2 separate regions of the Mus musculus genome follow, and region 2 is linked to region 1. The links are chromatin contacts, called in public HiChIP or PLAC-seq maps. All regions are on one chromosome and are shown on one strand. Each heading gives the region's core, a stretch centred on a gene start, on an enhancer-like site or on the middle of the called end of the contact. The rest is flanking DNA. Distances are from core to core; before and after follow the strand shown.

What was found. HiChIP or PLAC-seq counts read pairs in DNA pulled down with a chosen protein or histone mark.
Region 2: a contact with region 1 is called in a FOXA1 HiChIP or PLAC-seq map of pancreatic cancer cells. The contact joins two enhancer-like sites. A contact is called at or near these places in 3 of 115 datasets of contacts at active chromatin or transcription factors (bone marrow-derived macrophages, extraembryonic endoderm stem cells and pancreatic cancer cells) and 1 of 9 other capture datasets (pancreatic islet).

What each region holds. Positions count from the first base shown.
Region 1 is chr8:106,190,020-106,195,846 of GRCm38.p6, reverse strand. It overlaps Slc7a6 (solute carrier family 7 (cationic amino acid transporter, y+ system), member 6), which reads right to left. Exons shown (of 10, transcript NM_178798.4): 4 at 3,364-3,508; 5 at 2,573-2,696; 6 at 2,251-2,354; 7 at 1,330-1,426; 8 at 336-485. Among named protein-coding and RNA genes, the nearest start is that of Slc7a6os, 18 kb to the left of the region's middle. Within about 2 kb of position 4,021, at least 26 of the 459 cell types and tissues checked have an H3K27ac peak or open chromatin away from gene starts, as enhancers often do. A contact at or near this core is called in pancreatic cancer cells, where this site is marked.
Region 2 is chr8:106,559,492-106,565,649 of GRCm38.p6, reverse strand. No RefSeq gene overlaps it. Among named protein-coding and RNA genes, the nearest start is that of 1110028F18Rik, 25 kb to the left of the region's middle. Within about 2 kb of position 4,294, at least 137 of the 459 cell types and tissues checked have an H3K27ac peak or open chromatin away from gene starts, as enhancers often do. A contact at or near this core is called in pancreatic cancer cells, where this site is marked.

The DNA.
Region 1 (5,827 bases), core at 2,772-5,271:
TAGAAGAGTGAGATTTAGTAGGGTGGGATGATGGAACACAGCTCAATCAAAAGGCACCTTAAGAGGAGGACCCGGGGCTGGAGAGATGGCTCTTCCAGAGGACTCAAGTTCAATTCCCACCACCCACAGCAGCTCATCTGCCATCCTTGCACAGACATGCAGGCAGAACACCAATACACATAAAAATAAATAAATCTTTAAAAGAGAAGAGGACCCCTCCCTCCTGCTAGTATGTATGCATGAAATGTGCGTGTTAAGCTCTCCTTGGCCACATGGTTAGTTCCAAGGAAGAAGAAGAAAGAGGAGGAGGAGGAGGGAGAGGAGGGGGTGCTGACCTTGAGAGGTCGAGGCCAGTCAGGCTCTTTCCAGCGAAGGTAGAGCTGTCCAACAACAGACAAGCCCACGAAGAACCAGTAGCTGAAGCTGAAGTAGTTGATGAGCAGGAAGACGTCCTTCACCACGAGGTAGATAAGTGTCATGGTGCACTGTGGAGGGACAGAGAGGTGGGGAAGAGGAACGAGGATCATTCCTTCCAGCCACACCAGGAGACGCCACATCCAGCAGTCTGTCAGAGCTGAAATAGCTTTACCAGATTAGCTCTGGTTTTCAGTGGCTCAGTAACCTTCAAGGCAACATCTCCGGCTCTGCCTATAGTTAGTGCTCCCGCTTGTTGCAAGCACTGTGCTTAACAAGGTAGGATTCTGTTTCCTTTCTGATGGCTGACAGGGAGGCCCTCAACATACCAACCACAATGGGAGTTACACTGTTGACTTAGAGTTCGTTAGGCCTGAAGCCCAGCTACCTGGCATACACATGGGGGAACTGCCTCCGGAACCATCACAGTGGCCTGGAGCTTTTGAAAGGGAGATGAGCAAAATGGATCCATACTCACTCTTGAGAGAGGGGTAACTACTTGTCTTCTTATATGAAAGAATCCTAGTAGATAGGGTTTCAGAAACGAGCTTTCTAAGACAAGCTAAGACCTGCTTAAACTAAAAAATAGATAATTTACCCACCTGTCTTTTCACCCTCATGTATCAACACAGGATTTAAAAAAAGAAAAAAAAAAGGCCTTCAGGGAAGCTGAGGCAAGAGGGTCTATGCTCAAGACTAACTTATACTACATACTAACTTGTTACGTAAGAAGCCCTTGTCTTGGGGCAGAGGAAAATGAATAAATAGTGCCTAAGAATGGGACAGGTAGAATGTCTGCCTGCCTTATAACACTAGAGAAAAGATAACTAACTATGCTTACAAGCCTAAAGTACAGTGTAAATTAGGAATCCTGCACAAACCTGCCCAAGCCCACACTCTCCTTGCAGAGCTTACATTGAACAGTAACGCAGGCACGGGTGTAAAGCGCTCAATATGGATCATGGACAGAAGGTTCGGGAGGTGGCCCTCACGAGAGCCCACGAAAAACAACCTGTGAGGGAATGAAATTCGTCAGCAGCCTCTTATCTAATCACACTCCTCAGACAAACTAAGCTCAGAGCCCCCCCCCCCACCTCCCCAAAACAGAAGACACCGTCACAGGCTCCACTTACACCCAGCCCCATTACTCATGCTACCCACAAATGTCTTTAACTATTAACACCTCACCACTTCCCAGGAATGCTCTCCCACCATTACCCATTAACCACTCCAAGCCCTCAGCAATGAAATCACTAGCTTCTACCAATGCTCTGAACTTCTGAACCAGATCCTCCCCTAATCCCACCAGGGATGCTGTGCTGTGTTCCCACCACCTAGTGACATCCCCATCCCACCAGGGATGCTGTGCTGTGTTCCCACCACCTAGTGACATCCCCATCCTACCAGGGATGCTGTGCTGTGTTCCCACCACCTAGTGACATCCCCATCCCACCAGGGATGCTGTGCTGTGTTCCCATCACCTAGTGACATCCCCATCCCACCAGGGATGCTGTGCTGTGTTCCCACCACCTAGTGACATCCCCATCCCACCAGGGATGCCCTTATTCTGCCACCAACAGCTACCACAATGGCCTTTTCTTTTTTAATTTAAAGAGACACAAGGTCTCCTTGTGTAGGTCTGGCAGGACTCAAACTTGGGACCTTCCTGTTTCTGCTGGGATTGCATAGCCCTTCTTTGAAATGCCACTGTGGGGTTGCAGAGATAGAACAGCAACTAAGAGAAGCACTACTCTCTTACCCCTGAACTAGAGTTACAGATGGTGGTGAGTAGCCATGTGGGTGCTAAGAACAGTCTAGTATCAGAAACCAAAGTACCTTGATGAAGCAAAGATGGATGCATTTAGGCCCCCGAAGCAGGACAGAGCAACAGCAATGGGGATGGTCCAACTGAACATGCCGAATGTCTGGTCAGCAAATGTCTGAAGGCAAAGCAAAGGAGGGAAACAACACAGGAGAGCTTTGCTACCCTCCTCTTATCTATGATCTCTGAACAAAGGCAGTCCTCGATAAAATGCCTACCCTCTGCCCTATCTAGACCCACGACGAACACTGCAGAGCTAGATTAGCTGCAGAAAAAGATTACACCATTTGGGAACAGGGGCAAATGAGGACAGCCCTCCTCCCCCAAGAGACTCACCACAGCCACAGCGTCACTCTTATGGACATCCTGAATGTTCAGCACTGTGTAATAGGCCACGTTGGTCAGGATGTAGATGAGTGTCACAATTGGCATAGAAATCCCAATGGCCAAGGGCAAATTCCTGTCAGGACAAGTGAAATAAGACTACCTAGAACCAAGCTCTGCTGAGAATCAAAAGCCATCCAGCACCCCCTGGAATTTTCCTAACATTTAACAGTTCACTGGCTGCCAGCTCTCTGAGATGAGCTCCTCTTCTCTGTATGCCTCAGGGCGGGTAAGCTTCCCATGTTCCTGGGCATTTTCCACTGAGAAAGAAGAGCACTTTCCCTGAGAAGGGACTCACGATGAGTTTATCCAATCTCATTAGGTCCAATGAGCCACATGTGGCTTTCTAACCTTCTTGCATCTGTGATCTCAGGATAAATGCAAGGAGCAACATCCTCTAGAAGCTAGAGGTTAGTCTGGTGATCTGGTAGGCCAGAGACAGTCTCAGCACCACAGGGCTAAAGCCTGCCACCTCAGCCCTAGCTGGGTCTGCTGCTGCCCACTAAAGACCTCTCCTCTTTAGTGGACCCTGGATGCTCTCCAATGGAACATGAGGGTGAGAGCCAGGGCTTTCCCACATTCACTCACTCCCATCCTAGCCCCCAACCCCTCCTAACTGGAGAAGGGGAGCAGGGAGAGGATGAGGGGAGGGGAGGTCGAGGGAGGAGCTATGGGAACAGGGCAACTGCGCCCACCATCAGCAGGAGTTCCAGCCAAGTTGGAGAGTGTGATCTCGCCTTTACCTTTCTGGGTTTTTGATTTCTTCTGTTACAAAATTAAGGGTGTCCCAACCTGAGTAAGAGAAGAGGGCAGAGTACAGGGCAAGAGAGAGGTCTCCCACATTCCACGAGGAACCTTTAAAGGCGTCCTGAAAGTGCTCAGTGTGTCCTGTGGGGCAAAGACGGGTGGGAGACCAGGCAAAAGAGAAGGGAGATAGAAGGAATGTGAAGAACAGAAAGAATACAGAGGGAGAATTAAAAAGATGAAACAAAAGGAGAAAAAAGAAGAGAGACAAAAAACAGGGCAGGGGAAGAAAAAAAAACATTATTTAATACGAAAGGAGCAATAACCAAAACCTCCCCACATTCACTGCCCCATCTAAAACTAGGTAATCAAGAAAGCAAAAGCAGCCCGGCTGCACTCTGAAGGGACACTTCTTCCAGGGCCCTAAGGAATGTCCATTTCCCAGAGGTGACCTCAGCTCTTCTTCCTATTTTGATGTCACTGGTCATTTCACACAGAGGAGTAATTTCCACTCACAATCAGACCCAGCACAAAGTCTGGGCTCAGATCACTGTATGATTTAGACATGTGGTTCTATCAGTCTATTTGCAGTGGGTGCGGTGTGGCTGTCTGGGGCCGGAAATCTAGGGCTACAGAGTAAGCCAGGTCTTATCTCATAGTGAGCCAACCCCACCCTTCAGAGCAACAAACCAAGACAGAGTGATTCGTCACCTTTCCTGGGGGCCTCTGGGGACCGCAAATAGAAAACCTACCTAGCTTCTCAAGACAGACAAGCAGACAGCATGGAGTTTTGAACAGGAGTCGGCCTCCTAAAGGGCTTGTCATCACCCCCTGAAGAAAGCCTAGACTTAGAGTAGAAAGAAGGCTCGGTGGCCAACCCCTTGGAACTCCAGGGAGATCTGACACCCTCTTCTGGCCTCAGGACCCACACACATGTGGCATATTCACACGAACAATATATATATATATATTAATTTTTACATATATATGTGTGTGTGTGTGTGTGTGTGTGTGTGTGTGTGTGTGTGTGTGTAATAGAAAGGTTACACCCAGAACTCAATGTGGCAAAAAGGTGTAGGTGTGCAGCAAGAGCTTCCATGGGGTCTCAGTGGTTCTCTAAGGCACACATTGCAGAGAAGGATTACTCAGTAGCCCAATTTTACTATAAGATGCTCCTGAGACTCCAGTGACATCTAGATGCCTAGCTGTAGTCACTTGCCCAAAGCTGTGTTTTTATGAAGTGTATTAGGCAATTCTTAGGCAGGAACTTTATGCACTAGTACCAAGTGACTACAGCCAGGCATCCAGATGTCCTTGGAGTATCAGGTCCTTAGGACCAAACACACATAAGAATCTTTTAATTTTTGATTCAAACTAACAGGTCTGAGATGAAGGCTCAGCTCCCTAGGTGACTGTAAATACTGCCATGTTTAGGGGCTGGTAACAGAACACTGGCTGTTAAATGAGCAAGATGCCCTTTGTCAAAGGCTTTAGGATAGCCTGGAAAGCCCACCAGTGTCTCTGATCAGTCTGCTCTGATCCCAGAATGAAAACCTTTCAAGAGCCAATAAGTAGCTGGATATGGTGGTACATGTCTTTAATCACAGCTACTGGACAACATGCTAAATTACAGGCCAGCCCAAAATATAGTTCAAGACATTATCTTTAAAAAAGTTTTTAAAAATTTTAAATTAAAAGGACTAGGGATGTGGCTGAGTGGTAGAGTCTAATATAGCACACATAAAATTCTGGTTCCATCCTCAGCAAAAGTTAAAAAGAAAAGAAAAGAAAAAAAAAGGGGGGGGGGCTGGTGAGATGGCTCAGTGGGTAAGTGCACCCGACTGCTCTTCGACTGCTCTTCCGAAGGTCCGAAGTTCAAATCCCAGCAACCACGTGGTGGCTCACAACCACCCGTAATGAGATCTGATGCCCTCTTCTGGTGCGTCTGAAGACAGCTACAGCGTACTTACATATAATAAATAAATAAATAAATAAATAAATCTTTAAAAAACAAAAAAAGAAAAAAAGTGGGGCAGTAGTAGTTGCACACCTTTCTTTAATCCCAGCACTTGGGAGGCAAAGGCAGGCAGATTTCTGAGTTCGAGGCCAGCCTGGTCTACAAAGTGAGTTACAGGACAGCCAGGGCTATACAGAGAAACCCTGTCTCGAAAAAACAAAAAAAAAAAAAAAAAAAAAAAAAGAAATGCCAACATAGGAAAGACAATGTCCATTTTACAACATTCTGACACTTTTTTAGAGCTGACTTTTTTTGGGAGATTCCTCAATATAATGTTTAACACAAGTCCAGATAAACAATAAATACTGTAAAACGACCATGCACCCCTTCCCTACTGCCCATCTCCAGGACAGTCAGGTGTCCACTCACCGCTTGGTGACTACAGACTACAACCGGGAGGCAGTAATCTACAGTCCTGGATGACTACTGTGAGTGACCCAAGTTTC
Region 2 (6,158 bases), core at 3,045-5,544, 370 kb before region 1:
CTAGCACCCACATGGCAGCTTACAACTGTCTGCAACACCAGTTCCAGGGGATCTGACACACTCTTCTGACCTTCATGGCGTACATGCATACATGCAGGCAAAACACTCATACTCATAAATAATAAAATAGAGGGGGAAAAAAGAAGAAAAAAGTGCCACACAGAACTGCCTTCTGGCCAATCTGATGGAGGTGAGACCTCAGTTAACATTTCCTCTTTCCAGTCAACTCTAGCTTATGTTAAATTAGAAAACAAACAAACAAAATGCTAACCAGCACACAGATGTGTTGGCACACATATGTAATTCCAGCACTTGGGAAGAAGAGGCAGGCAGTCTCTGTGAGTTAAGGCTAGCCTGGTCTATATAGCCAGTTTCAGGTAAATTGGGGTTAAAAAAAAAAAAGTGGCTGGGCAGTGGTGGCGCACGCCTTTAATCCCAGCACTTGGGAGGCAGAGGCAGGCGGATTTCTGAGTTCGAGGCCAGCCTGGTCTACAAAGTGAGTTCCAGGACAGCCAGGGCTATACAGAGAAACCCTGTCTCGAAAAACCAAAAAAAGAAAAAAAAAAAAGTGGCCATGTGATGATGGTGTTTGCCTTTAATCCCAGCACCGGGATGCAGGTGCAGGTGGATCTCTATGTTCGAGTCCAGCAAAGCCTACATAGTGAGTTCCAGGACAGCCAGGACTACATAGAGAAACGTTGTCTCAAAAACCACACATGCACACACACAGTAATAATAATGATGACAATTAGATAGTGAACAATTGAAGAAACCCAACATCAACCTCTGGTCCACATCTCCAGCCGACACATGTACACACACACAAACAAGTACATACATAAAAAAAGAAAAGCTCTTGAGATGGTTATTCAAAGATGGCATCCTGAGAAGCTGACACTGGGCTGTGCCTGAGGAGGTAGGGGCTGTCTTGCCACGCAAAAGGCAAATGCAGAGGCCCTGAGAGAAGTGAGTTTGATTTGGAGGGAGGGACTCTTAACCACAGTGTCTTGTGAGGGTAGGTGTTTCAGCCTTGACCCTCTAGTAAGTCCTATGAGTCAGCACTGTCTTCCAGGAGTGCTGTGGTAGTCAGGATAACTCAGGAGGCCTTTTCTGCCCTGCCCGCTCTCCTAGCCTCAGAGCTTACTAAGAGGGCCGTGGGGACAGGAATGGCAGGGCCAGGTTTCAGCATTCTTGACCCACCCATCCCCTTTCAGATTCCCACTCCATCCTGCAGCTTGCTGGGGGCTGAGAATAGTATGACATTTAAGGAATGATCAGGGCTCCTGGCCCACCATGGATTGGAGAGGGCCTAAGAAAAGATAACAGCAATAATAACAGCAGGCACCTCTTACCTTAGCTTTGTGTCAGAATAGGCCCTGATACTGAGTGTTCCTCAAATACCATCCCATAGGGCTCCCTTGGGCTATTTGGGAGAAGTCAGGCTGTAAGACACACACACACACACCTGCCACTACAAGGTCTGTACTGCTAACCAGGGCTCTACTTTCTGACTGGCTCCCAGTCTGCCCTGGGGCCCTGAGAAAAGAATCTTGCGGCTCCAGTCTGCCAGGTTTGCAGCTGACACAGGCCCAGGCAGGCCCTGGCCTCCCTGTTGGTGACTGTGGATGGTTCAGTGAAAGAATCAGGTTTTGCTGGCTCCAGAGGCGAGCTGAGTCAGGACTTTTCCCAGGGTTTCCAGGGCTGGGCCTGGCCCTTCACTCAGCACTGAGCCCAGACCCAGGGAAAGATGCCCAGCCATTGGGCGCCCTCCATCCCATCCCTTTCTTCACTTGCTTCCACTCCAGCTCTTCTGCTCCAGACATTCTGGCCTGCCTACTGAGCCCTGCCAGCCCCTTCTGCATATAGCTTTCACTTTCTGTTCCTCTCAGTGAGACACACACTTGTGAGCTCACTCCCTAAGTCTGTGCTCAGACACTTCTCAGCTATGCCTTCTCTGACTACGAGAACTGAGTCCTCACTCCAGTTTCTTTCCTCTTGGCCCTACCTCAGCTCTCTCTTCTCCTTAGTAAGCCCCACACATTTAGCTTTTATGAGACAGTTTCTCATGCAGCCCAGGCTAGCCACATACTCTCTATAGTATATAGGCAAGGCTGGCCTCGAACACTTGATCCTCCTCCTTCCACCACCCAAGCACCAGGATTAGAGGTCTATGCCACTGCACCAAGACTCTACACATTTTAAAACCAGAGTCCGGGCTGGTGAGATGGCTCAGCGGGTAAGAACACTGACTGCTCTTCCAAAGGTCTGGAGTTCAAATCCCAGCAACCACATGGTGGCTCAAAACCATCCGTAAAGAGATCTGACGCCCTCTTCTGGAGTGTCTGAAGACAGCTACAGTGTACTTACATATAATCAATCAATCAATCAATCAATCAATCTTTAAAAAAAAAAAAACAGAGTCCCTGACATGTCAGTTTGGATTTTTAGCTGCTTGCTGAATTTCATTTTTTTCATCACCAACAATGGTACCTGGCATAGAACAATTTGGTCAATAAGTAGATATTATGTGGGCTCGAGAGATGGCTCAGAGGTTAAGAGCACTGACGGTTCTTGCAGAGGTCCTGAGTTCAATTCCCAGCAACCACATGGTGGCTCGAAACCATCTGTAATGGGATCTAATGCCCTCTTCTGGTGCATCTGAAGACAGCGACAGTGTACCCACATACATGAAATTTTTTTAAAAAGTAGTTATTATGTAAATGAATATAAAGACCCTGGAATAATGCCCACTACACGCAAAGGGGCCTCAGAAGAGGCTGGAAGGACTGACATAAGAAATAGATATATCTTGAAAAACCAAAAAAAAAAAAAAAATATATATATATATATATATATATATATATATATATATGAATAATGGTGCCTTTAATCCCAGCACTTGGAAGGCAGAGGCAGGTGGATATCTGACTTCAAGGCCAGCCTGGTCTACAGAGTGAATTCCAGGACAGCCAGGGCTACACAGAGAAACCCTGTCTCAAAAAACCAAAAAAGAAAAAAAAAAAAAAAAGAAATAGAGAACCACGGTCACGTGGGCAGCCCTGCCTTCATGCAGGACCTGAATAACATCTGAAGGATATTTTTGTCCCGTGTGCCTGCACTTTGGCTCCAGCTGTAACTTCTGGCAGGGTAAGGTGTGACCTTGTGATATTGGTCAAGTGTTCTACCTTGGAGTGTAGTCCAGGAGGCACCTCAGTTGGATGCTGTTCTTTAGTAACCACCAACCTTTGTTTGTTTGCTTGTTTGGCTGGTTGGTTGGGTTTTTTTGAGACAGAGTCTCTCTATGTAGTTCTGGCTGTCCTGGAACTGGCTATGTAGCCCAGGCTGGTCTAGAACTCAGAGAGTTCTGCCTGTCTCTGCCCCCTGGATGTCAGCATTAAGTGCATTTACTGTCGTGTCTGGCAGAGGTTTGAATCTCAGGATAAAAAGAGGTCTTCGGACGGAGATACCTCGGTTGGTAGAATGCTTGCTTGCCACTCATGAAGGATTACGTTCAATTACACACTTCATAAACTAGGCGTGGTGGTATATTCCTGTTAGGTTAGCATTTGGGAGGCAGAAACAGGAGAACAGCGGGTGAAGCTACATAGAGAGTTCAGATTGGAACAGCCTGGGACACCTCAGGTGTCCTCAAAGAAAACATAAAGGCCCATCCTTGTCACTCTGTCTCTCCAGGTATCTACCTGTGTAGATCAGGCTGATCTGGAACTCTCAATTCCTTTCAGCCTTCCTCTTAAATGCTGAGATTACAGGTACGCACCCTGGTGTGCCACCACACCCAGCCCAGCACTTCTCCTAACTCTCTCCATTTCCTTTTCTTGACTTTGTTCTAAACTTACTCATTTTATTATTGTACGTGTACAGATGTTTTGCCAGCATGTATGTTTGTGCACTGTGTGCACACCGGGTGCCCATGTAAGTCAGAAGAGAGCTTTGAATCCCTTGGAACTGGAGTTATGCTTGTGAGTCACCATGCTGGGAATTGAATTTGGGGCCTCTTGCAAGAGCAATACGTGCTCTTAACCACTGAGCCGTCGCTCTGGCTCTCAATTCCTTTTTAAAAGGAAGACATAAAAAGCTCGTTGAGAGACCAGACCATAAGCAGCTCTTTGGTAAGGGTCGTGGCTCATCAAGCAGCGTCCGTTCAGACACCATCCCCATCATCAAGAGAGCTTTTTCATCCACTGACTCAACAAGTATTTACCGAGCATGTGTTCTGTGCAGGCGGAGCTGTCTTCGCAGGCAGACTTCCATGTAAGGTATGCCACAGCCAGTGGCCCTGTGGCATGTGCCCTCCCTTCCTGTGGCCCCACCCTGCCAAGCCAGGCTGCAAAGGCCAGCCCCAGCTGTGGTTTGGGAGAATGGCGCCCTCTGCTGGGAAGGAAGGGGACGTTCCGTTCCTTTGGGCAGTCTTCCCATGGAAGCTCACCTTCCGCGGAGGATCCCTGTATACGGATGTGTATGGGATGCCGTCACTCCCATCAACCTCCTACATCAGTAGGGCCAACGGTCATCTTAAACAGCCCTCCCGTGCTAGGCATCCTTCAGAGAGCGGAAGCAATTTGCCCAAGGCCTCATTCAGAAGGGCAGGATCTGAATTTGGTCTCTGACCAACAGTGGCAGCTTACACCTTTAATCTTGCACTGGGGAGGCAGAAGCAAGTAGATGTCTCTGAGTTCGAGGCCAACCTGGTCTACAGAGTGAGCTCTAATACAGCCAGGGCTACACAGAGAATCCCCTCCCCGTCTCAAACAAAACAAAGCAAAAAAGAAAGCTGAAGGTGGGAAGGAAGGCTCTGCCTTCTTTGTGAGCAGGTGATCCACGGAGTTCCCCAGTGAGTCAAACTAGACACATAAAGGATGGAACGCTGGTGAGGGGGCTGCTCCAACTGTCAGTGGTGGCCTGTCACCTAGCTGACCTCTCAGACAGTCCCTGCCCTGACTGGACTTCTGGCCATATTCTTAAACCCCTTCTTCAGGCCACACAATGACTGGGTATGCAGAGTTACCTACACCTTAATGGAGGGGAAAACCCCAGGAAAGACTGCTTAGGTCAGCCACAAAGTCAAAAGGCCTGCTACTAGGATGGATGACCTCACTTGGGGTGAGGGGTGTTTGTAAGGAGAGTGTGGGAGGAGGGGGCTGAGGAGATAGGACTCAGGGAATCCAGAGATCTTTCTCAAAAGAAAGCTCAAGGGGGCTGGGTGTGGGTTTGTTTTGCTGTTGTTTTGAAACCGGTTCACCAGGAAGCTGGAGGCTGGCTTTGAACTCTCACTTTGGGATCTTTGGTTCAGGCATCCTTAGAGAGTCACTTTTTCTTTTCTTTTGGGCTTTTTAGAAGCCTGGGGACAGATTTGAGAAGATCTGACAGGCATTCTCAGTACCAACTAGCCATTCCAGGTTGAGCCTTCGACTCCAGAGAGCCCTGATCTCAATCAGTATCAGCTGACCTGGAGGCAGCTTTGAAGCCTCCACAAAGCAGATGCCCTGGACCGTTTGACGTTAGAAACAAAACAAACCCTTAGGACTTATGTTCACAGATGGTGGCGGGGGCAGAGCAATACCAAATTGGGATTGATGGAGACAACGGAGGGGCCCCCACACTATTGTGCAAACGTGACACAAAACATGATTGCAACACACCGGGTAAACGTTGGAGGGCACACACAGCTGATAAACTACAAAAAGATCAGCCAGATACCCAGGCAGTCCTTGTTAGCATGCCATCCCATTAGTTGTGTATGTGTGTGCAAGCGGGTGCAATTATCACTCACCAGGAATACTTAAAGATAGTGACTTACACTCTGAAATATATTTTTTTCTTTAAAAAAAAAAAAAAGCAAATAAAATCAAACTAAACCACCACCACCAACAACAAAAACTGCGGGGCTGGAGGGACGGCTCAGCAGTTAAGAGCACTACCTGTACTTCCAGAGGTCCTGAGTTCAATTCACAGCAACCTCAAGTAATGGAATCTGATGCCCTCTTCTGGTGTGTCTGAAGACAGCTATCTATAGTGTACTCATACATGAAATAAATCTTAAAAAGAAAAACCAAAACACCCTTTTTTTTTTTTTAAAAGTTTGTATGTTCATTTGTGTGTGGGTCTGGGAACAACTTTAGGACGTCAGTTCTCTGAGT